Linked DNA regions of Mus musculus: region 2 is linked to region 1. A link is a contact called in public HiChIP or PLAC-seq data. All regions are on one chromosome and are shown on one strand. Each heading gives the region's core, a stretch centred on a gene start, on an enhancer-like site or on the middle of the called end of the contact. The rest is flanking DNA. Distances are from core to core; before and after follow the strand shown.

What was found. HiChIP or PLAC-seq counts read pairs in DNA pulled down with a chosen protein or histone mark.
Region 2: an H3K27ac HiChIP or PLAC-seq map of embryonic stem cells shows a contact between it and region 1, with 5 read pairs. The contact joins the promoter of Scamp2 here to the enhancer-like site in region 1. A contact is called at or near these places in 1 of 484 Hi-C or Micro-C datasets (neutrophils), 3 of 115 datasets of contacts at active chromatin or transcription factors (effector CD8 T cells, embryonic stem cells and pancreatic cancer cells) and 2 of 9 other capture datasets (adipose tissue and pancreatic islet).

The regions. Positions count from the first base shown.
Region 1 is chr9:57,426,083-57,429,950 of GRCm38.p6, reverse strand. All of the region lies in intron 3 of Ppcdc (phosphopantothenoylcysteine decarboxylase), which reads left to right. Among named protein-coding and RNA genes, the nearest start is that of Ppcdc, 12 kb to the left of the region's middle. Within about 2 kb of position 1,835, at least 111 of the 459 cell types and tissues checked have an H3K27ac peak or open chromatin away from gene starts, as enhancers often do. A contact at or near this core is called in embryonic stem cells and pancreatic cancer cells, where this site is marked.
Region 2 is chr9:57,558,671-57,562,538 of GRCm38.p6, reverse strand. It overlaps Scamp2 (secretory carrier membrane protein 2), which reads right to left and starts at 1,595. Exons shown (of 9, transcript NM_022813.3): 1 at 1,429-1,595. The coding sequence starts at 1,485.

The DNA.
Region 1 (3,868 bases), core at 586-3,085:
CCCTAGAACTATAAAAACCTCACCTTCCTCACCTCCGATGCTGTCCTCTCGAACCTGCCTTAAGGGAGGCAAGCAGGCAGCCTGTGTACACGAATCAAAAAACTTGCTTTAATTAATTGCTCACTTTAATTAATTTGGCCATGAGGATTTGCATCAGTTGTCTTTCTCTTCCTAGCTTTGGGATTAGCAATGGCTCAGTGACTTCAAGCACTCACTGCTTTCCCAGAGGACCTGAGTTTGTGTCCTAGCCCCCATGTTGGGTGACTCACGAGTGCCTGTAACTCCATTTCCTGGAGATCAGCCCAGCCGTCTGTGAATGCCCACGCTTATATGTACTGTGATAGTGTGCGCAGGGTCCTTTGGAGGTGGTTGTGAGGGAGATGGACTTCATTTTGTGTCAGGGTTCTCTACTGCATGTCCCAGTCAAGAGGCCCCATGCTAAAGCTTTGATGTGTTGTCTCACCACAGGATAAGCACAAGGCAGACGGGGTTTGGGTGCTGTTCCCCATACTCGAAGGCATTAGAATACTTGGCCACAGTTGGTGGTGCTGTTTGGGCAATTTAGGAGGTGTGGTCTTGCTGGAGGAAATATGTCACTGGGGCAGGCTTTGAGAATTCAAAGATCCCTCTCATTCTCCATTTGTTACCTCTGGTTCTTGCTTGTGATTTAAGATGTGAGCTCTCAGTTTGTTCCTCCTGCTGCTATGCCTGCTGGCTGCTCCTCTATAGTAATGATGAGGGACTCTTACCAGCTGGAGGAACCAGCAGCCCCAATAAACCCTTCCTTCTCTAAGTAGCTTTGGTCATAGTGGTCTATCACAGCCATAGATTAAGTAACTGATGCAGGGGGTATTTCCTCTTTCAAGTCCTTTGCTCCTGTGGGAACGTTATCACATGCAGGCGAGAGACTCCCCTCTCTGCCTGTGCGGAGACTTCAAAACAGTGCACAGAGCTGGTTCCATTATTACCATGAGTTCTTACTGGTTAATGTTTTGAGTTCATGGTTCTCTACTAGAGCAGCCATGTCTCTAGGGACCCCTGAACAATGTGCAGAGACAAGTCTTGGTTACTAGTAGAGAGCAGGGATGGAGGCCATGGGATTGTCTCACACTATGACTGTGAAGTATATCTACATAGGTTTCTTTGTTCTCTGCCATAGCCTGGACCAGACTAGGGCCCTAAAGTAGAGGCATCACTGAGAATTCTGTTTCCATTGCCCTCTCCCTCCCCCATCTTTCCAGAGACCCAGATTCCAGATTCAGCAGAGAAAAGGAAACCAGCCTCGTGAACTGGTTTCAGGAAGGAATCTCTATAAATGCTAGACACAATGCAGACAGCTTATGCAATCATGTCTGGCCAGGCTTCAGTCACATCGCACAAAGAAGTACCAGTTAAAAATACTTGATACAAAACCTAATCTTCAGAGGGATCTCGGTAGGGGACCAAGCACAGAGCTGACTCTCGGGAGTTATGCAGTGTGGGGGAGATTTAATGCACAGCTCTATTCCACCAGGACCCACAGGATTTCAGAGAAAGCATGGGGGGGGGGGGGTTCTGCCTTCAGGACGTTTTCTGCCCTGCCAGAACGCCTTAGCATTTATTGCCTGATGTGAATGAATGAATGAATAGTATATAGTGTGGTGTGGTGTGTGTGTGTGTGTGTGTGTGTGTACATGCACAAGTGTGCACGTGTGTGTGCATGTGTGCATGTGCTGATCCAGGACCCCCCCAACCCTTGGCACTCAGGACCTTTTTGCTAAGTGAATGAAGGTGAAAGAACAAACCCGACAGGGCTGATGAGTCAGATCAAATGGCATCTCTTTAAAACCAGAGAAACTAGCCTGGGCTTGCCTGTTAGCACTGGGGGTGGGGAAGGGCATAGGGAAGCCCTGCCTATCAGATATACGCCACATTACTCCTTAGGTGAATACATTCCCCCCAGGAGGTTCCCTAGCAGCGAGGCTGTATACCTTGGGAGGGTAGCCAGAGTGTGGACTGGCTAAGAAGTAGTGCAAAAATCTTGAAGGAAAGATCTCAAGTAGAGTTGTTGCTTAGGGTAGGAGCCCTAAAGGATGATCCAGGTCATCTGTGGATCCAGGCTGACCAGGAGATCCTCTGGAGGTGGCATGTTTGTGGAAAGGCAACGTGAAGGCACTGGGGTATTGAAGGATGTTTGGAGAGGAAAGCAAGTGAGGCGCCAGAGGAAGCCAGGACCCCCTAAGCAAGAACAGTACCAATTTGGGATGATTCCGAGCTAGCCCTAGGTAGAGTCTTTCCTTACAGCTGGCAGAGGCTTTTGAGATTAGAGTGGAGTCCTTTGATCTTCAGAGAGTAGCTTTCCAAGGAGGCTTACAGCGGAGAAAGTATAGACCCAGTGTTCACAGATGACTGGGAAGTTCTTAGAAACGGAGGGCGAAAATCCCTTACTGCAGTGTGTTAAGTCTGGGCTGCATGAAACCTTGTCTTAACAACCACAAAGCAGGTGGCGTGTGCCTTTATTCTCCACACTCATGAGACAGAGGCAGGTGAATCTCTGTGATTTCCAGGTCAGCCAGGACTGCATAGTCAGAATGCCTTATTAAAAAAAGAAAAGAGAAGAAAAGAAACGTGAGTTCTGTAGGGCTCACTGGGATCAGGCATGGTAGGACCAATTTTGTTGTTGGTGGTGGTTTTTTTTTTTTTTTTTTTTTTTTTTTTTTTTTTTTTTTGAGACAGGGTTTCTCTGTGCAGCCCTGGCTGTCCTGGAACTCACTCTGTAGACCAGGCTGGCCTTGAACTCAGAAATCCGCCTGCCTCTGCCTCCCAAGTGCTGGGATTAAAGGCGTGCACCACCACGCCCAGCTGGTAGGACCAATTTTATTCATATGTGTGCATATGACTTCAGAAGCTAGAGAAGAGCATCAGATCCCATAGAGCTGGAGTTACAGACCAGTTGTGAACTGCCGTGTGGATGCTTGGAAGCTGAACCTGGGTGCTCTGGCACAGCAGCAAGCCATCTCTTCAGCCCTTAAGCCATAACTTAGACTTGAGACTGTAATTTTGGCTTTAGGTGTTAGGTAAGCACTCGATCTCTTAGCTGAATCTCCTAGCCCTAGAGGAGATCTTTAATGGATATCTTCCTAGACCCCTGGAGATGTTTGTCAGGCTGTTTGTAACCAGTGAAAGATCCTATTAGAAAAAGGCTGTTCCTGTTGGGATGCAGCTCAGTTGGTAGAGTACATGCTCAAAGCCCTTTGTCGATCCCCACAACCAGGTAAAATGTGAGAGATGATAGAACTCTATAATACCAGCACTCAGGAAGATTAGAAGTTCAGGGTCATCCTTGGATTTATAGGATGTTCAAGGCCAGCTCGGAATACCTGAGACCCTGTGTCACACGCAAACGAGAAGGGTACAATCCCGATTCTCTTTTATCCCTCTTTCTTTCCTCCTAACACGTGGCCTTGTGGGAGGTCTCTTGTCCTCAACTGACTCAGCATCTTTGGGGGCTTTGGGGCATACTGATGGTGGTTACAGGTGGAGAGGAAGCCAGGCAGAATAGCAGAATTAAGATTCTAGGAGCTGCCATAGACCAGGCAGACAGCTGGCTCTGTTAAGTGGGCATTTATGAGAAAACTGAGGGATGACATGCCTGATTGCACGGACGAGGACTTCGCGGAGCTCTTGCTGATTGCCAACCCCATATGTACTGGTGGGAGTCGTGGTCGGTGCTCTGTGCCGGTGTGCATCTTCTGAGACAGGGTCTCTGTACCTCAGGCTCCTCCTTTCCCTCTCCTTCCTCTTCTACCCTTCTCCCTTCATCCCCCAACCCTCTTTTTTTTTTTTTTTTTTTTTTTTTCTGTTTTTGAGACAGGGTCTTGCTGTGTGC
Region 2 (3,868 bases), core at 346-2,845, 130 kb before region 1:
CAGTGTAGCAAGGAATCAACTACCAAAATCTGCCCAAGGGTTCCTATCAGCTAGGTCACCTTGGGAAAGAAGCATAAAATTTCCACTCTCGGCCTGGCTGGGTGTGGTGGCTCGAGCTAGTTATGGCTGCACTTGGGAGGTAGAGGAAGGACCCCAAGTTCAAGACCACCATGTGACAGACACATAGGGCGTTCAGAGCCAGGCTGTGTTAGATGAAGAGATCCTGTTATAAATAATCCAAGGGCTCAGTGTTACCCAATATGCACAGCGGTGGAGGATTTGCCTAGAACGAACAAAGCTCTGGTTCAATCCCATTACTGCAAAACTTCAAAAGAGAAGATGGTCATACTCTACTCCCTGAGTGTATAACCATCTAGTTCAAGGCGCCTTTGCTTTGCTCCCACCCTTGGAAGGACCCACCCTGGAAAAGCTCAGTGGACTTCTCCAACACCTTCAGGAAATGCTGAAGCTGTAGAGGACCAAAATAAAGCACCAGCAAGACGAATTCAAGAGCTTGGTGACATACTAACACCGGAGGAACAGCTGCGCTCATAAATCCCCAGTCATCACAAGCATGCGTCCCTCAAACTGGTTTCGGGCAGACATGAAAGGAGAAGTAGAACGCGCCTTGGCACTAAAAGGAGTTCCAGTTCTTCAACATAGACAACTGGGCATCTCTGCGTTCTCCACGCGAAGGTTTTGGCTTAGGTCCGAAGACTGTTGTATTCTTTCAAAGTTCCAAAGGTCAGGCCGGTAACCACCCATGCAGATTTGTCAGACCCGTGTACCTTGGGCTCCAAGCTCCTTCACCTCCCTCTCCTCAAAGTGTGTGGCCCAAACTCAATCCAAACAAAGTGCTTGGCCAATAAGTAATTTTCTGGCTTGGCCTCTCTTCCTACCCTCTCTCAGCCTTCTTGATAAACACTAGGGACTCTCCTGTACTTTAGATGCTTGCTTCGCTACTGCTGTTGCTGTTAGGTGTTGGGTTATCTCCACATTTCTCCACCCCAACAGACTTCTACTTCCTCATTATGTTTCAATGAGCCTTTCTCCTAGGATGACTCAATACAGGTAGATCCCCCAAGACTGTAGAAATGGCACAGCAACATTTTGCTTCCCTTTCTGACTCTAAGACACCTCCCCAGGATAAGCGCGTGCTTGGCCCTTTTCTCCAGCAGAGGCCGGTCGGATGGGCTACAACCCGGGGTGCTCTAAGTGCCCACTTCTTTACAGCGCCCCGCCCCCTTGCCGCAGTTCCACCTGTTGCAAAGTCCCGCCTCCATACAAACTATGATAGGCCAGCCTTCAGATACCGCTCTCCCATTGGACAGGTGATCCGTCCCTCCTACGCCACGTCCCCGGCTCTGGCGAAAGAGGCCCAGGCCGCAGCCCTTTTCCCTAAAGAAATCTGAGAATTGGGGGTTCTACCTGGAAGGGGTTTACGTCCACTGGGTCCGCGAAGGGGTTAGTGTCGAAGGCCGACATGGTGATCGAGGGCCAGCGGGTGATCTCCGCGAGCGCTACTGCCTTTGGTCACTCAGACCCAGCGGCACACAGTGTAAACCCTCCACTTCCGGGAGCAAGGCAGCCGTTCTGGCGCAGGCGTAGCGCCCTCTGTGGGGGCGTGGCCCTGGACGTCACAAAGGTCCGTTCCGCCCCTGCCCAGCCTATTAGAAAGCGAAGGTTATTCATTCTGTCTCCATCCACTTTCTTTTTATCTCCAGAGATGCTGAGGATAGAATCCAGGGTCTCACGAATAATAGACATAGGTGTAGCCTTGAGCTACATACCCAAACCTTCTATCCACTTAGTCCTCCGGTGCAGAATCTCTTCTGATGTCTTCCTTCCTATGTGTATTTATTTTGAGCTTCCAAATAAAGGACTGGCAGGAAAGGATCATGCATTCATTCCTAGAGGGCAAAATTGAGGCGTTCGAGCAAGTCCCGGACCAAAAGGACAGGGGAGACATGTCAAACAGGAGTTATCTGAACAACTGTGCTCCAGGATAAAGCTGGAAGACCTTGCATCAACCCCTGCCCTAGATAAGCAGGATTTCTTTTAGGCTCCACCCTCCTGTGATTTCATAGATATCCTAGAGGTGGTAGTTAATTCACTCACAAACTCACAAACTTATTTATCCATGTCTTTCGGGCCGCTGTGAAATCTAGCTTGAATCGTTTCTTACCCTGGAATAGAACAGCGCTACTGATTGGTCTATTCTTGTGTTGCAACCAGATGGGTTTTTTGATTTTTGTGGTTTTGGTTTGTTTGTTTTGTTTTTATTTGGGGGGTTGTTTGTTTGTTTTGTTTTGTTTGCTTTTGGTTGTTTGGTTATTGTTTTTCCAGGGTTTTTGGCAGGTTGGTTTGCTTTTCTTGGTTTTGTTGCCTTTTTATTGTTTGTAGGTTTGAGGAATCTCTCATCCTAGAGTCTGATTGATACTCTTCTCACCAGCTAAGAAAAAAAAAATTCCAGCATAATTACCATTTACTGTTAAAGGCTGTTGACATAAAGTTAATATTCCTTTACTATGTGTATATTTTATGTTAGAGTAAAATGAATCAGGCTTAAAGCTTGAATGTTCATGTCCTTTTCCAAGATATTTCCTAAGAATCTCAAACAAAACTATTTACAATGAAGACATCATCTTTCTACATCCTGGGGAGTTTATCAACAGTAATCTGACAGGTCCACTTCAGAACTACCCAGTGATCTCGTTTAAGCTTTTTTTTTTTTTTTTTTTTTTTTTAATAGTCATGGTGGTAGTAGTAGTCATTCTTGTAGTGGTAGTAGTGATGCTGTGTGCACATGAGGGGTGGATGGGAGCGCATGTGTTAGGGGCTAATGTGGAGTTGGTTCTCTCCTCCCACATTTATGTGATTTTCAGGGACTGAACTCAGGTCACCAGGCACAGCAGCAAGCACCCTCACCCCTAAACCATTCTGCTGTGTGAAGTCCACTTGTTTAGTTTGCCCTCAGAGTCTTTTTGAATGTGTAGTCCCCATCTCTTCTCACCCCTTCTTTTGCCTACACTTCTTCATTCTACTCTTTAGTGGCTTTTCAGTTCCTGGAACTTCCCTATTCTCTCTTGTCTCATGGCCTTTGTACATGCTGTCTCTTCTAACTAGTACCAATGTACAATGAGAATAGTAAAGACAAAAAAAAAGCCTTTTTGACATGTAAAAATTGCTTAGCCAGGAATCCCAATACACCCAAAGCAGATATCCACTCAATAACCAGAACCCAGTGCGATATCACCCACTCAAGATAACTAGACGCAGTCCTAGAACTCCATGACACTCAATGGACAGAATGTGAGTGGAGACCAAGAGCCAGACTCTGCTCTCCACATCTGGAGAGAATTCGTCTTCATCTGCCCTGCAGCTGGAGACTCTCCCTCAGGACCCTGACCCTCAAATCAGAGACTTCTGTCAGAGACTGGTTCTGCCCTTCAGCTAAGTAAGATACACCACACAGGTGAGCAGCCTTGGGAAGTAAAACACGTTGCCACTGAACAATTTCCCTTACCCTTCTCCCCATGTATGTTCTAGTTATTCATTTATGCTGGGCTCAGGACCACCAGAAAACATCCTAAAGTTGAGAGAATGAAAAAGGGACTCAAATGCGTGTTGTCCTCTGTCCCTGAGCCCTCCAGATACCGTCCAAGGGCAGAACGCTTAGCTGTCTGTATCCTGAGAGGAGACTGGTCTGTAGAGTGTGGTTCTCTCACTTCCCCATCTACAGTGCCAAGGCTCAGCAGCATGCTGAGTTGGTGAAGAAGCAATGAAACTTGGTAATAACCAATATGGAGACTGCCCCCACAAATTCCAAGGAGCTTTGGGCTAAGAAAGGGAGACATATGTTTTTCAA